Regions from separate parts of the Zea mays genome. Here region 1 is linked to region 2. Evidence: chromatin contacts called from public Hi-C data. All regions are on one chromosome and are shown on one strand. Each heading gives the region's core, a stretch centred on a gene start, on an enhancer-like site or on the middle of the called end of the contact. The rest is flanking DNA. Distances are from core to core; before and after follow the strand shown. Region 1 holds the start of LOC100216844 (Disease resistance protein RPS2). Region 2 holds the start of LOC100191865 (putative RING zinc finger domain superfamily protein).

Region 1 (6,974 bases), core at 1,359-3,858, 290 kb before region 2:
CACCAACATTTTGTTATGGTCCAATTTTATGTTTTTTCTATTTTCGAAGGAACTATTTATGAAATTTAGACATTTACCTATTGTTTTCGGAAAGTACATATGAACTTAAAAACATTTTTGAAACCAGACACAAAATTTCTAGGTTCTAAGTTACTTAAAAAGAAAAGGTAGTGAGCTATAGTTGTAGTGGTAGGGGGGGAATCTGGAACCTTTTAGATTTAAATTTTTTTCGAATGTTGTAAATGACCTCTGATAGAGTAATGACATAAACTAAAGTTGTAGCACTCGAAAGGACATAGTCGATAACGTTTTGATTCAAAATTATTTTAGGCCATGAAATTATGTTTTAAGTATTTGGTTTTTAAAATCCATTACTAAAGTTGTAGTATACTTGACAAGATCTAAAACGCTCTAGTTCATCTTTTTTATTCGAGTTTGTTTAAGGCCTTAAATAATTGATTAAAATGAACACAAAAAGATTGTATCATTATCTTAGTTACAAATAATTTCGAGTGGTATGATTTGTAACCTGCCGCACATCCATGGAAATTGCATGATTTGCAACCTGGAATGCGTATCTCTGTGTTTGACTCTAGAAAGTATGATTACTGCCGAACATCGCCTGTGTATTGACTCTTTTGCCTTAGGGCATTTCTCTTCTTATCAATATATAAGGCAGAACTCCTGCCTGCTTGTTTCAAAAAAAAAAGTATGGTTACTGCTTCAAAGGTATATGAATAGATTTTTTTCATTCAGTTATCTGTTCCTAATGTGAGACTGGTGTGTACGTGAACATCAGGAGACTACTTGGAATCTGTTAATATAACATATATGCCTACTGCAGAAGGACAGATGAGGTTAATTAGTAGTTTACCTCCGTACGCATGATGTAGCAATGTGTGTTGAGTCCTTCAGCAAGCTCCTGGTTAACGCACAAGAATGAAGCTAAGAGAAATTGATAGAATACTCAAGAATAAAAATCAACAGGACCAGTTACGTTGTACATACCTTAGTTAAGTTGAATTGGCGGCACTAGTAGAAGATAGCCACACAGATTGAAGAACGAAATGACTGATAGAAGAGAAAGGGAGAGGTACAGTGTGTGTGTGTGTGTGTGAGAAAGACAAAAAGAGAGATGAATCACACTAGTCCATAGATCAAAGCAAAGTGACATGTGTGTTCTGTTTCTGCATATGCTAGCTTCTTTTGTGTCCAAGCATATATGTGTGTGCTTGTCACTTTGTTGATTCTTTGAGTACTCAGCTACCTGCTGCATCATATTCAAAAGCCAAAGCTTAGAGATGCCGCCCACCCCCACCCCCCCAAAAGATAAAAAGATTAAGAACTATTCAGAAATGATGCTGTCTGCCCTTGCCATCCCTGTATCCATTGGTTCTTCAGTGATCTAGATAGAGAGAGAATCCAAGGAAGAATTGGATCTGACCCTCCGCTGTAGCTTGCGTCCAATTCCTAAGAATATGGACAGTGTTAGCAGTGGCGGACGATGCGCCAAAATCAATGTGTTGCTAACGCAACGACGAAAGAAAATTCACAACACAGTCTATAGCAATTCATATCTACAAAATAAGTGATGAATATGGGAAAATGCCTTATTCAGCTTTGTTTCCTACCCAGCTCTATGAATACCTCTCTCAATCTCTTCAGCTCGTGCTCAATATTTCTTATACCTCAAATGACATCCAGCAGCAAGAAAACGTCAGGATGAGACACAAAGCTAATCCAGCGATCAGTAACGGAAACCATAATAATAGCTTAATCCTCACAATCGATGATGACAACCATTAAGTTAATAGCTTCACTATTTATGTCGAAGTGAATAAAATCGAAAAACAAACACAGGCACGCATCTTTATCAATACCAACACAGCATGAGATAGCCTAGATTCAAAGACTAGGCACGCATTATTAACAGTACTAATACACTATGAGAGAGTATAATTCAATTCAAAGATCAAGATTAGGAACAATCAATTACCAAAGATCAGAATACAGAATAATAATCGAACTACCCCACGGCATCGGAATTCTGATCAGGGACAGGGTGGAGCCACGGTGCACGCCGCCGACGCCGCGGAGGCAGTCCTGGGGCTTGGGCGCATGGAGGCGTGGTGCGCACTCCTGGGTTAAGTTTGTGGGGTGTTCATCATGAGTGGGGATGATACTAAGTTCAATATAAACAGGGTTTTGTAGGTCAATTAGTCATAAAAAAGAATTGGCCTTATTTGACACAGTCAGACAGGCTTATGAAAATCTAATAGACTGCTGTATCTCAAATTCTCAGTCAAATCGCAACGGCTGGATCTGCATATTCTCAGCAACATTTCAATTCTGCTGCCATTTTACAATGAAATACTCCTCTGAGTTACTACATACTCCTAAAATTTGCAAACCGTCCCGGCGGTCCAAATATTTCCTGCTGCAGCATTGTCGCCAACCGCTGTCTGGCGTCTGACGCAATGGCAGTCGGCGAGCAAACGGAGCCACCGGGCACCGACACGGAGCGCAGCCGGAGGCCAGGGGGCCTCCTGGAGTCCTGGGCGAGGCCACGAGGGAGCCCCTGGCGCCGGCCAGCTGCGAGCCGGTCCGGGCGGAGCCGCGGAGGGGGAGAGCCCGGAGGAGCAGGAGCTGCTGGTGGCGGATTCTGGTCGAAACAGGGGGCGGAGCGCGAAGGTTGCGCATCTACCCTGAGTGCTGATCTAGGAGCCACAGAATCGGAGGTGATTTTAGTCCCTCTAATCTCCTTCGGTATTTGGACTCTCAAACTAGTCCTGTCAAACTAGTCCTGAGAGGGTTGCTGATGCGTGCGTCAGGGTTTAGGATAAGATTTTTTGTTATTACTGGTATCTTCTTGGGTGGGTCAAAATATTGGCCAAACAATAACGTATCGGCCTTACCTAGGGTGTTCAGACAAGCGACCAAAGTGGTACGGTTTGCTGCGACTTTAATTCACGCTAGTCAGTTGTTCGTGCATTGCGACGGCTCACAATAATATCCACGTAAACTATTTATCAAAAAGATTTCAAGATTTTTTATTTATTGTCTCCGTTCTCCGCATAATATTTTTTATTTAACTAACTGGTGTTGTTGTTTACTCCATCAAATATATCTTGGTACAATACGACCAGTGAAGAGAGCGGTTAGAAGAGAGTTCACAACGACCGACTGAACGAACATAGATTATAGAATGATATAATTTCACCATACAGAGACCAAATAAGAGGAAGTTTATGAGCTCAAGTTTCTAAAATATGTTACATGAAATCAAACTTATAAAAACATAGACCAAAATATGAAGTGGTTACTAAAAGTCAGACATCAATAAAAACTGGATACGCTCCATACAAATTATGGTACTTCGTAGCAATTATTAACATTTAAAACCAACAAATAAGCTTTCCATTTACTCTTAGCGTGACAAATCTGTCAAATCATTGTTGCTCCATCCAATTCAGCAACCTCAAACACCATGTAGTCCATTGCACCAATATGGTCTTAGAAATGACCTAATGCATGCAAGGTCCAAGAACATAAGGGACGAGCACCCTGTGGTAGTGCCCCGCATGGATCTCCAAATCCTAACACATATTTTGTAGGATCCATGAGCCATCATCAGAAGAACACAAACCACGTGCAGACAATAAATAAATTATTAACACACCCAAATTATGTTTAGTCCTTAGCACAACAAAAAACTAACACCCAAAACAACAAAGGAAAAACACAATATTTTTTGCAATGACAGAAGGATGGGTGACAGGTACATAGAAGTGGTATAAGCATACCGAGTCGACACCATGGTAAGGGAAAGACCATGCAAACAGGCAATGTCGAGCCATCGAACGGGTACCATAGGCAGCAAATCAGGGACCCCCATCCCTCGCCCCCCCCCCACTTCAAAGGTTTCGTAGAGTAGGAAGGGAAGGGAAGAGGCGGGCATACTTGTTCGTTGCCGGAGAAGGACACGACGAAGACCTAGGCATCTGGTGGCGACATAGGTAGTATACCGCTAGATACATATAGGGAGAGAGCACGCAAGCGGAGAAAGAAGCCTAGTCGAAGCAGCTCCAAACCGAGAAGTACCCGCACCAGGCATTAGTCCGAGAAGGGCAAGAGAATGCGAGTGCCTTCCCAGCCCTGGACCCGCCGAAGCGACACAACACCACCACCAACTCCGTAGCATATGCCGACTGCTACCGCGCTACGGGCCTTCGTTGTCCAATATCTCAGACCTGGACTCCTCATCGCCAAGATAACCTAGGCATGGAGAGAGCACGCAAGCGAAGAAAGAATCCCAGCCGGAGCAGCTCTAAACCGAGAGGCACCCGCACCTAGCGTCAGTCCGAGAAGGGCGAGAGAATGCGAGTGCCTTCCTAGCCCTAGATCCGCCAAGGTGACACAACACTACCACCAACTCCGTAGCATATGTCGTCTGCTGTCACGCTACAGGCCTTGGTTGTCCAATATCTCAGACCTAGACTCCTCATCGCCAAGATAACCTAAGCGTGGCAGGAGCCACCGTGTCCTCCTCGGCGACACGCATGGAGAAAGGCCAGGAGCAAGACCGACTCATCGGCTCGTGGCTGAAAGTGCATTCATCCCTTTTGTGAGTTTTGGTGATTTGGATAACAACACATTTAAAGGTCTAACAAGTTTGCTAAGTGTTGAACAGGAAATTCAGTATGATGAACATACTTGAATAGTGTATAATGATCAGTGAACAAGGTTCAACACAAGGTCAAATAACCAGTGAGACAATGCAAATGGATATAATATGGTCTCTATATTGGTTTGAATATATGGACAAGTCCTGAGAAATCACTATGCATAAATATGATCATAATAGAGGTTGAAGTGATTAAGAGGATTGGTCAAGCCAAAGTGAATAAGATATGAGGAATCGTGAATTGGCTTGACCATATTACTATTAGTCCATATATGAATATATGAGAATCAAACTAGAGCTTGATTGATCTTAGCAGTTATATCTAGATGACATTCAAGCAAGGTTCACAATATTGAAGAAATGATTCTCTCAATGGATGCTCAATGGGATGTGACTCAAGAATGGCTTGATAGGGTGAAGATAGCAAGGAAAGGGCTTCGAGGAACTAAGCGAAGGTGAAGGCCAAGCGACGGCTTGTAGACCGAGGTACCATGGCTAAGGTGAAGAAGAGAGTACTTGCACTAAGTCGATGAACTAATCAGCTATAAAGAGTTACAACATGTTGATGCATCAGTAAGGTGACTTGAAGCCATGATTTGAACTCATATATGGTGAAATGGCACAAGTCACAGGCTCGATTTGTGTTTGCTTCAAAAGGTGAGACAAAGATGTTTGTGATCCTTATAAAGCAACACCATGGAGAAATCACTTGAGACACCAATGACTCAAGGAGTTTACTTAATTATATTTTATTTAACTTGAGTATAGGAATCGTCGTACTATCAAGGGGATCCATAAAGAAGGTTGGTGTTGGTACTAAAGCTCAAAATCCTTGATCTAAAACTTCCATTTTACCCTGGTTTCACTTTGGTTTTCTCAAAATCTGTGCAAGAGTTCAAAAACCGGTTCAACCGGACCTAAAACCGGTTCAACCGGTTTCTGCACTGTTCCCCTCTGTCACTGCCAGCCAGTCCTGTCAGAAAAAGTCATGTGCAGATTTTTGGAAAACCGGTTCAACCGAATTTTGAATCCAGTTCAACCGAATTTGAAACCGATTGAACCGAATTTGAAACCGGTTCAACCGAATTTGAGTCCGGTCCAGTCTCCGACTGAGTCTGCCAGTGAACCGAAAACCGACTGGTGGAATCCGGTTCAACCGGTTTTAGAACCGGTTCAACCGAATTCAGTCAGATTTCCCCAACGGCCACCAGCTTTCGGGGGCACCTTTATATACACCTCCCACACTCTTCCCCATAGGAGAGCACGCACAAAACTTCATTCCTAACCTGAGAAACACCTCCCACTCTCTCTCACACACCTCTTGCCTCTCCCATGTCAAATCTTTGGAGAGAAATCTTTGAGTGAGTTTGAGAGCTACGGTTTTTGTGCTTCATCTCCAAATCTCTCTTGCTCTTCTTGATTCGAGCTTTGGTACTACATCGAGTTCTTTGTGGATTCATTACTCTTGGAGCTTCTAGCTCCTAGACGACTAGGTGTCTCTTGTGAGTCCCCAAATCTTGTGGAAGACCACAAGAAAGTTTGTATTACCCACTCGTTTGAGCAAAGATTAGTGTGTGGGCTTGACCTTTGTGGTCGGCAAAGGGAGGATTAGGGTTGAAAGAGACTCGGCTCTTTGTGGGCACCTCAACGAGGAAGTAGGGCACATTGGTGGTGTGACCGAACCTCGGGATAAATCTTGTGTCTCTTGTGTTCTTGCTCATTGTGTTTGTTTGTGTTCTTCGTTCTCTCACCATTTCGTGGAAGATTTGTTCATATCTTTTTGGTGTGTGGATTTTGAGAAGTGCCCTTCTCAGATCTACTACCTTAAACCCTGTGGATCATTTAGAACATCTCATTTCTAAAGTTAACTGGGTGGATTTCGAGATCAATTCAGTTTTATATCTCATTCTTTAGTTGAGCTCGTGCAAACCGGTTTTGACATCGGTTGAACCGGTTTTACCCAGTTCGTTTCTAGTTTTGTTGAAAAAGTTTTAACTTGCCTATTCACCCCCCCTCTAGGCAACTTTCAGCGGCTGCGACCGTGGGCGGGGGCAGCAAGTTGGGGAGGAAGAACAGGGCTAAGGTCAGGAAGATGAATGGGACATCCGACGACGGCGAAAACGATGGTGCGCGCATGCTCTGAAACGTCCCTGTGGACGTGCATTAGCCACTATGCGGGTCGATGACGAGAAGAAGCTTGACGACTGTCAGTTCGACCTCTAGAAGCAGTCCTACGTGGTCGCATGCGCCGCTGTGTACGACAAGCTCCCGCAAAGCCACCGCTTGGACG
Region 2 (7,140 bases), core at 3,019-5,518:
GTTCATATGTGATTCTCTTCTTTCTCTTGGAGTTTCTGTTATGGCACTGAAATCTTATGGTTATTGACATGTTCGTTTATTTCTATTCTTTTGTAGGATGGGCATTTAAGAGTCTTCAAGTGGCCGGCTATGGCGCCTGTTCTCACAGAAACTGATACTAAAACATCAATTAAGGATCTTACCATCAGGTAAACAAATTACCATTAAACTCTCTCTTCGCACTTGAATATTGGTTGTGAGATACTGATGGATTTTCTCTGCTTTGGTCCATGCTTTCAGTTCCGATGAGAGGTTTATTGCCGTGAATAGGAGCAGTGGCCCATGCAGAGTGTGGGATTTGCAGTCATCTGAAGTTGTAGCCAGTCTGCCAAGAGAAGCAGTGAGTTCTTTTCTCGGGCGAAATGCATTATTAGAATGATTCCATGTCTTTGTTTCAATAGAGTTTGATCTGTACATTTCCAGGGGGAAATGTTTGGATTCTGCAGATTTTGTAATAAGGCAGACAACAGTCATGTCCTATTTATAACAGCAATGGAAGGTGACATTAAGGTTTACGTTGATCTAGTTACAAACTGAATTAGGCAACAAGCTTAAGGTTTGGCAATACCTGAGTAATATTTTTTTTAGGTGATTATGGAAAAATAGTATCTTGGAATACTACCTCATGGACAAGAACAGGATCAAAGAAAATAACTCGTGAGGCAATTTCAGCGTTTGCGGTGTCGCCCAACGGTGCTCTCCTTGCAATGTGAGATTGGAAATATTCCTTTGGTTTTATTTATAATCATCTTGTAGACATAGCGTGGCTGTATTTTCTTAAAAAAAATTATTTGTCTGCCTTTGGTTTCTAGTGGAACAATCGAAGGAAGCGTGGTCATAGTCGACTCAAAAGACATGCGGACACTTGTAACAGTTAAAAAGGCCCATCTTGGTGTTGTGACTACACTGTCCTTCTCTCAGGATTCAAGGTTAGTATCTTTAACTTCGAGTTGACAAATCTAAAGGGAAAAAAAATGCAATTTCTCAATGTAGTTGCTCTACATCATCCCAGAACATTGCTGTCAACTTCCTTTGACTCTACTGCAAGGGTGACGTACGTTGGTTCCCCGAAGAGTAATGGTATGCTGCACCTTTCAATCATAGATTTGCTTTTTTTTTTTCTCCCAGCCATTCCTTGCAAGCCCTATACTAAAAAACGGATGGTTGTTTACTGACAGGAACAAGTATATGGCCCATCCTACTAGTTATCATTCTTGCAGTTTTAGTGTACTACTGTATGCAGCACAAAGAAGACATTCTGGCGATGTTGCCGCGTTGAGATAGATTTCTGTTGAGCCCCACCGCTCCCCTGACTGATCTACTCTACTGGACATATTAGTAGTGTTGCTTCAGAGATTGGACAAGTTTTGGACTTAGGTCAACTTCATTATTTTCTCAAGGATACAACAATACAGCAAAAGGTGTTGAGCCCTTTCATGTTTGTAGTAGAAAGGGTCATGTACTCAGGTTGTCCAAGTTTTGTAAGTTGATGATGGCCGCAAGTGATAGTCATCTGTGTTTATGTTTAATCATGCCGCACTTGTGAGTTGCAAGGAGATCGTCCCAAGAGTCCAATACAGTGAGTTGCAAGGAGAACAATCTGTGTTTGGATGACCTTTTTTTTGCGTTGGAACTTGCAAATGTCTTGTTGCCCTTGCTAGGTTTGCTGAACTCAATGGTGTCATCTTTGGTTACTATCCCCAAGACCAATACTGCGCGTGTACTCAGCAGTGAAGTGCACTACAGTCAGACGAACCTTCTGAGTTCTGAGTGTCAAAAGGGTCAAAGGCGTGAGGTGTGTTGTGTTGTGTGCATGACCTTAATCCTCAATGAACCTAAAAGAATCGTGAGAGGTACACCGCACACCTAACTTTTTACATATTGTGTTGCGTTGGAAGGTGATTGCCTGCCCATCCCAGAAGGAAGAAGCTTCACCCACAGGCCACAGCGAGCCAGCCATCAGCAGCACAGGCACACACTGCCAGCATCCACATCTCATTTGATGACCAACAGCGACGCAGAACAGCCGTCCGGTCCAAGCAATTGATGCACACTGCCTCGACAGGCGACTGGGCAGAACTACCCTGCCTACTTCAACCTCACACCATTAGCGTTGGAATTTTTAAATGAGGTGTTAGTGCCCTGACAGAGACATGGCAATGCAGGTGAGACGGCCTGTCAGATGGAACTTTGTCCATAATCCTAACCTCTAGACATACCAGGTTTAGTGGGTGTTTGGCACTGCTCTAGACTCTAGGTTTCAGCTTCATCGTGAAGCTGTGATGTATAATATAAATTTAAATTGCTTTAAAAATTATTAATCTAAATACAAAATAAAATTGCTTATCTAAGCTTCTTCTAACTGTATATAACTTCAGCTTAACGATCTTCTGAAGCTCTTCATCGACCTCACCAAATTTTGAAGCTCAAGTAATAGTAAACAGGGCCTTAAAAGGCCATGTTTGATACAGAGAAACTAGATAGGAGTGAAACAAATCTGAGCAACATATAACTTCAGATCATTCATGTACCCATAACGAACATGAGTGATCTCTTAGGCTATGTCGATTGGAGAGGATTAAATACCTTCCTATTCAATTTTGAATAGCCCCTCCAATTCCCTTCGTTCCGCTCCAAAACGAACATGCCCTTACACGTATCTTACACATGTATTCGTGCTGTAAATTTCGCATACAAAACTACTTCCGTCAAGGATTCTTTCTTACTTACAATTCCTGACGCTCCGCAGTGCATGCACAGGCTCACGAGTTATTTACTTGTTACTGCTGACGAAGCGATTATACAAGAAACATGGAAAAGATATCATTTTTTACCTTCTCATGTCTCGTGCCCGGCACACACAAAAACTTGGCAAACCAACACCAACCTTCACTCCTCCAAGCTCCCAGCTCCCAAAGCTGCAAGTTTCACCAGACCACCGATGGCCTCGTCGTCGGCCTCAGTCGGTTCGCTATGACGTCTCGTCGGCGCTGACGCCGGGCGCCGACGGCCCCGGCCTTGGCGGCAAGCGCTGGCAGGTAGCGGCGCCGAACGAGGCGGACCGGTGTACCCCGACCCCGGCCATCTCCAGCGCGTCCGAGAGCTTGAGGAGCCGCCTGATCTTGCCGAGCCCCGTCACGTCGTCCTCGCCGTCGCGGAAGCTGCTCGACGCCGGCGCACGCAGCGGGACGTCCGGCCACGCCCGCCGCGGCAGCGCCGCCATGGACGACGCGGCCCGCCTGACGGCCCGGTCAGGAAAGCCGCCGCCGCGCGCGGGGTCCTGTGTTTGAACGCCACCGATGACGGCGCCAGCAGCAGGGTTACCCTCTTCCCGGCGCCCGGACGTTCCCGGTGCGGGGTTGGGGTTAGCGGCGGCGGCGGCGACCTGCACGGGCGCGCGGCAGAGCGGGCAGTTGACGTGGGCGCGGAGCCAGGTGTCGATGCAGGCGCGGTGGAAGGCGTGGGCGCAGCGCGGCAGCAGGCGCAGCGTCTCGCCGTGGCGGAACTCCGCGAGGCACACCGCGCAGCTGCCGCCGCCGTCGGAGCTGGCGCCGGCGCCGCGCTTCTTGGCGTCGTACACGACCGCGGCGATCGCCGAGATGGCGCGCTCGTCGAGGCCCTTGGTGCGTATGTACCACACGTGGTGCACGCCGCCGCCGGCGGCCTCCTCGTCCTCCCCCTCGCCGGCCTGCTGCGCCACCGCGCCAGCCAGAACCTGGCCCCCTCCCGTCTCGGCGTGGTGGGCCAGCGGCGCGCCTTGCGCCCGCCGCCGCCGCGCGACCAGGCAGTGGACGAGCAGCGCGAGCAGGAGGACCGCGGACACGGTGAGGAGCGACGCCGAGAGCGCGACGAGCGGGGTCGGGAGCCGGCTCGAGCGGAGGCGCACGGTGGCCCCAGGGGACGGCGGAGGCGGCGGCTGGCACTGGGGCAAGTAGGCGCACGGGCCGGAGCAGCCGTCGCCGCAGAAGAGGAGCGGAGGGGACGTGGCGACGCCGCCGCCGGGGTCCCCGTCCCGCTGAGGCAGCGGCCCAATCGGCCTGGGCCTCTTGGTGGGCTTGGGCTTAGGCGGCTTCGGCTCTGGCTTTCGCCGCGGCAGCGGCTTCTCCTCCTCCTCCTCCTCCGGCAGCGGCAGCGGCGGCGGCATGGAACGGATCGCCTTGACGCGTGCCCTGCCGTGCCGTGTGAGACTCGACGCGGTGTGTGTGTGTGGTCGCGCTACTCGACTCGGCCTCGCCTTGTGTTGTTGTTGTTCGATGTGAATGCGGTGGTGATGTGGTGGAAGGGTGACCTGTGAGATTTGTCATGGAAGTCTGTCCATGTAAAAAAGATGAAAATGATTTTGACGGAGATTATGACACTACTGGACTACTATACGCATGAGTGGTTTAAAATAAAAGCCAGGAGTTAGAAAGCAGCTTTCATGGAATATCTTGCTCAGTTGACAGTGGGGACTGGGGTCAGGTCAGTGCTTTTTTAAGCACGATTTCTTTTGCATTATTTATCCCGGGACAAGACGAGCAAGGTTAATGATATAGATTATAGTAGGCTTTTTATAATATAATACTGTCATGCCACATGTTACCAACTAAAAAAATCAGTAATATAATAACTAGCTCACGATACAAATGGTACGTTTAATACTTGGTCTCTCTGTTCCTCTTATAAATTATTTAAAGCTAGTTTAGAAATCTCATTACACCAAATTTTCATTTTTCTAAGAAAAAAATAGTTTATTTTTCCTTTGGAAATATAAATCGCTCGGTAAAATGGAGCTCTCAAACTAGTCGTGTAAGAGTAGTTTTGTGAGCGGTCTTTTTTAGCTGGCTACTAGCGAGCAGGCTTATTCTCTCTAATTCTCTCCTTTTTTTTATATATAGTTTACTATGAATTTGATGTGATATGTATAGCAAAAACAGAGTAGCTTGCGGGTTAGCAGAAGCAGGATATTAAGTGATGGGGTGGTGGAACAAATCCCATTTTAAATAGGAACGGGCAACGGCAGCAGCAGCAGTAGATATATTGTTGTGGTTGGGTGTTTGTTGGCCGTTGGCACAAACAAGGTAGATTTATGGCCGATTGACCATGCTCTGCCTGGGACGAGTGGCCCACCCGCACTCGCGCGACGCGTCCCGCTACCGGCCCCACGTGCCCATGCGCTGTGTCTGTGCCGGCGGCCTGACGGGTGGGACTCCTGTACTAGGTGGGGCTGCCTCTGTGGGCCGTTTTAGGGAGAACGATAACAAAAGCTCTTGGGCCGGGTTCTGGTAACGAACGCCCATATGTACAATGGTAATGCCACGAAGCCCAAAACAAAAAAAAAATGGAGATGCGGGGTATCGATCCCCGTACCTCTCGCATGCTAAGCGAGCGTTCTACCATCTGAACTACATCCCCATTTACGTTACGTTGGAAACTGAGTTAGATAATAAAGAGATACATGGAAAGCCGACGGCGGGATACCATTGCGACCTGCGGAGCTGTGGCTGCCGCTCGACGCTTGCGAGTTGCGTTTCCATCGCCAGTCCCCATCCAATACCTGGGAAGAGAGATCGGCGAGTTGCGTCGCCAATTACGTCTTTCCCTGTATCTCTACTATACTTTACTAGTTTCAAGGGTCGTACTACGTCATTTTTTACATAAAGACTCTACATTTCTTTCAAATCAACTCAATATAAAATGTTAAAAAGCGGTGTAAAAGATAGGGTTTGAACCCGCATTCCCACTGGACGAAGCTGTCTAACCAATAGAACATCATGCTTATGTGTTTATAATATCGAATATAAATTATATATATATATATATATCATTTTTTGTAAAATAAAAAAATCGTGTCGGGTTGGGCCAGCACGCCGCTCGTGCCGGGTTGGCCCAAACACTATTAAATGGGTCGTGCCTCGGGCCGGCTCGCGAGACACGACTCATTTGGTCATCTATACCTTCGCACGATAATGATGGTCCTCGTCTCAGTTACCACCACCTTATTCGTCATTCTACTTCTTTTATCTCTCCCCTCATGCATCCACCTCCGCGCCACCCTATTCTCGGCAGAGAGGCGTAGGAGCATGCACCTCTTCCTCGTATTCGTCCAACACCATCCTCGACACCGACTCGCGCAATGGCTATTGAATATCCACGAGGACGTTTCACATCATGCGCGCACCATCGTTTTCGCCATCGTCGGGCGTCCCGTTCGTCTTCCCGGCCTTCGCTCTGTTCTTCCTCCCCAACCTGCTGCTCCTGCCCACGGTCGCAACCGCAAGCCGACCGACGCTCGTCGACGCGAGTACGGCGCGAGTTGGTCACACTCCTGGCCTTTCTCCGTGCGTGTCGTCGAGGAGGACATGGTGGCACCTGCCACACTTAGGTTATCTTAGCGATGAGGAGTCCAGGTCTGAGATATTGGACAACCAAGGCCCATAGCGTGGCAGCAGCCGACATATGCTACAGAGTTGGTGGTGGTGTTGTGTCGCTTCGACGGGTCTAGGGCTGGGAAGACACTCGCATTCTCTCGCCCTTCTCGGATTGGCGCTTGGTGCGGGTGCCTCTTGGTTTGGAGCTGCTCCGGCTGAGCTTCTTTCTACGCTTGCGTGCTCTCTCCCTATATATCTAGCGGTATACTACCTATGTCGCCTCCAGATGCCCAGGTCTCTGATTTGTTACCTATGGTACACGTGCGTTCTTAAAAAATATTATGCGAAGAGCGGAGACAATCAATAAAAAATCTTGAGAACTTTTTGGTGGATAATTTACGTGGGTATTATTGTGAGCCGTCGCAACGCACGGGTAACCGACTAGTTGGAATTTAGTTTACCTTTTGCGGCTCAAAACTACCCAAACAACAAAAAACAATAATAATAACGACAATAACAACAACAACAACAACAACAACAACAACAACAACAACAACAATAATAATAATAATAATAATAATAATAATAATAATAATAATAATAATAATAATAAGTTGTTCATGCACCACTACAGTTTTTATATATGATATAAGTATTCTTTATACAATATAAACCAACATGAGATACAATCATTAGACGCGGGTGCTATTTTCCTCGAATCCCGATAATTGCACATTTAGGGAACACTCCC

Evidence for each region. A called contact is a pair of places that touch in the nucleus more often than the background predicts.
Region 1: a Hi-C map of ear shows a contact between it and region 2, with 2.0 times the contacts expected there. The contact joins the promoter of LOC100216844 here to the promoter of LOC100191865 in region 2. A contact is called at or near these places in 3 of 25 Hi-C or Micro-C datasets (ear, leaf mesophyll and tassel).

The regions. Positions count from the first base shown.
Region 1 is chr2:235,749,912-235,756,885 of Zm-B73-REFERENCE-NAM-5.0, reverse strand. LOC100216844 (Disease resistance protein RPS2) reads right to left here and starts at 2,608. Exons shown (of 5, transcript NM_001359504.1): 1 at 2,395-2,608; 2 at 1,009-1,470; 3 at 875-922. The coding sequence starts at 886.
Region 2 is chr2:235,462,608-235,469,747 of Zm-B73-REFERENCE-NAM-5.0, reverse strand. LOC100191865 (putative RING zinc finger domain superfamily protein) reads right to left here and starts at 4,268. Exons shown (of 1, transcript NM_001137289.1): 1 at 2,692-4,268. The coding sequence starts at 4,183. The coding sequence ends at 3,011. TRNAA-AGC (transfer RNA alanine (anticodon AGC)) reads right to left here and starts at 5,433; the gene lies at 5,361-5,433. It overlaps LOC100284345 (sec12-like protein 2), which reads left to right. Exons shown (of 10, transcript NM_001157240.2): 4 at 97-188; 5 at 280-379; 6 at 463-538; 7 at 628-748; 8 at 852-968; 9 at 1,052-1,119; 10 at 1,218-1,652. The coding sequence ends at 1,318.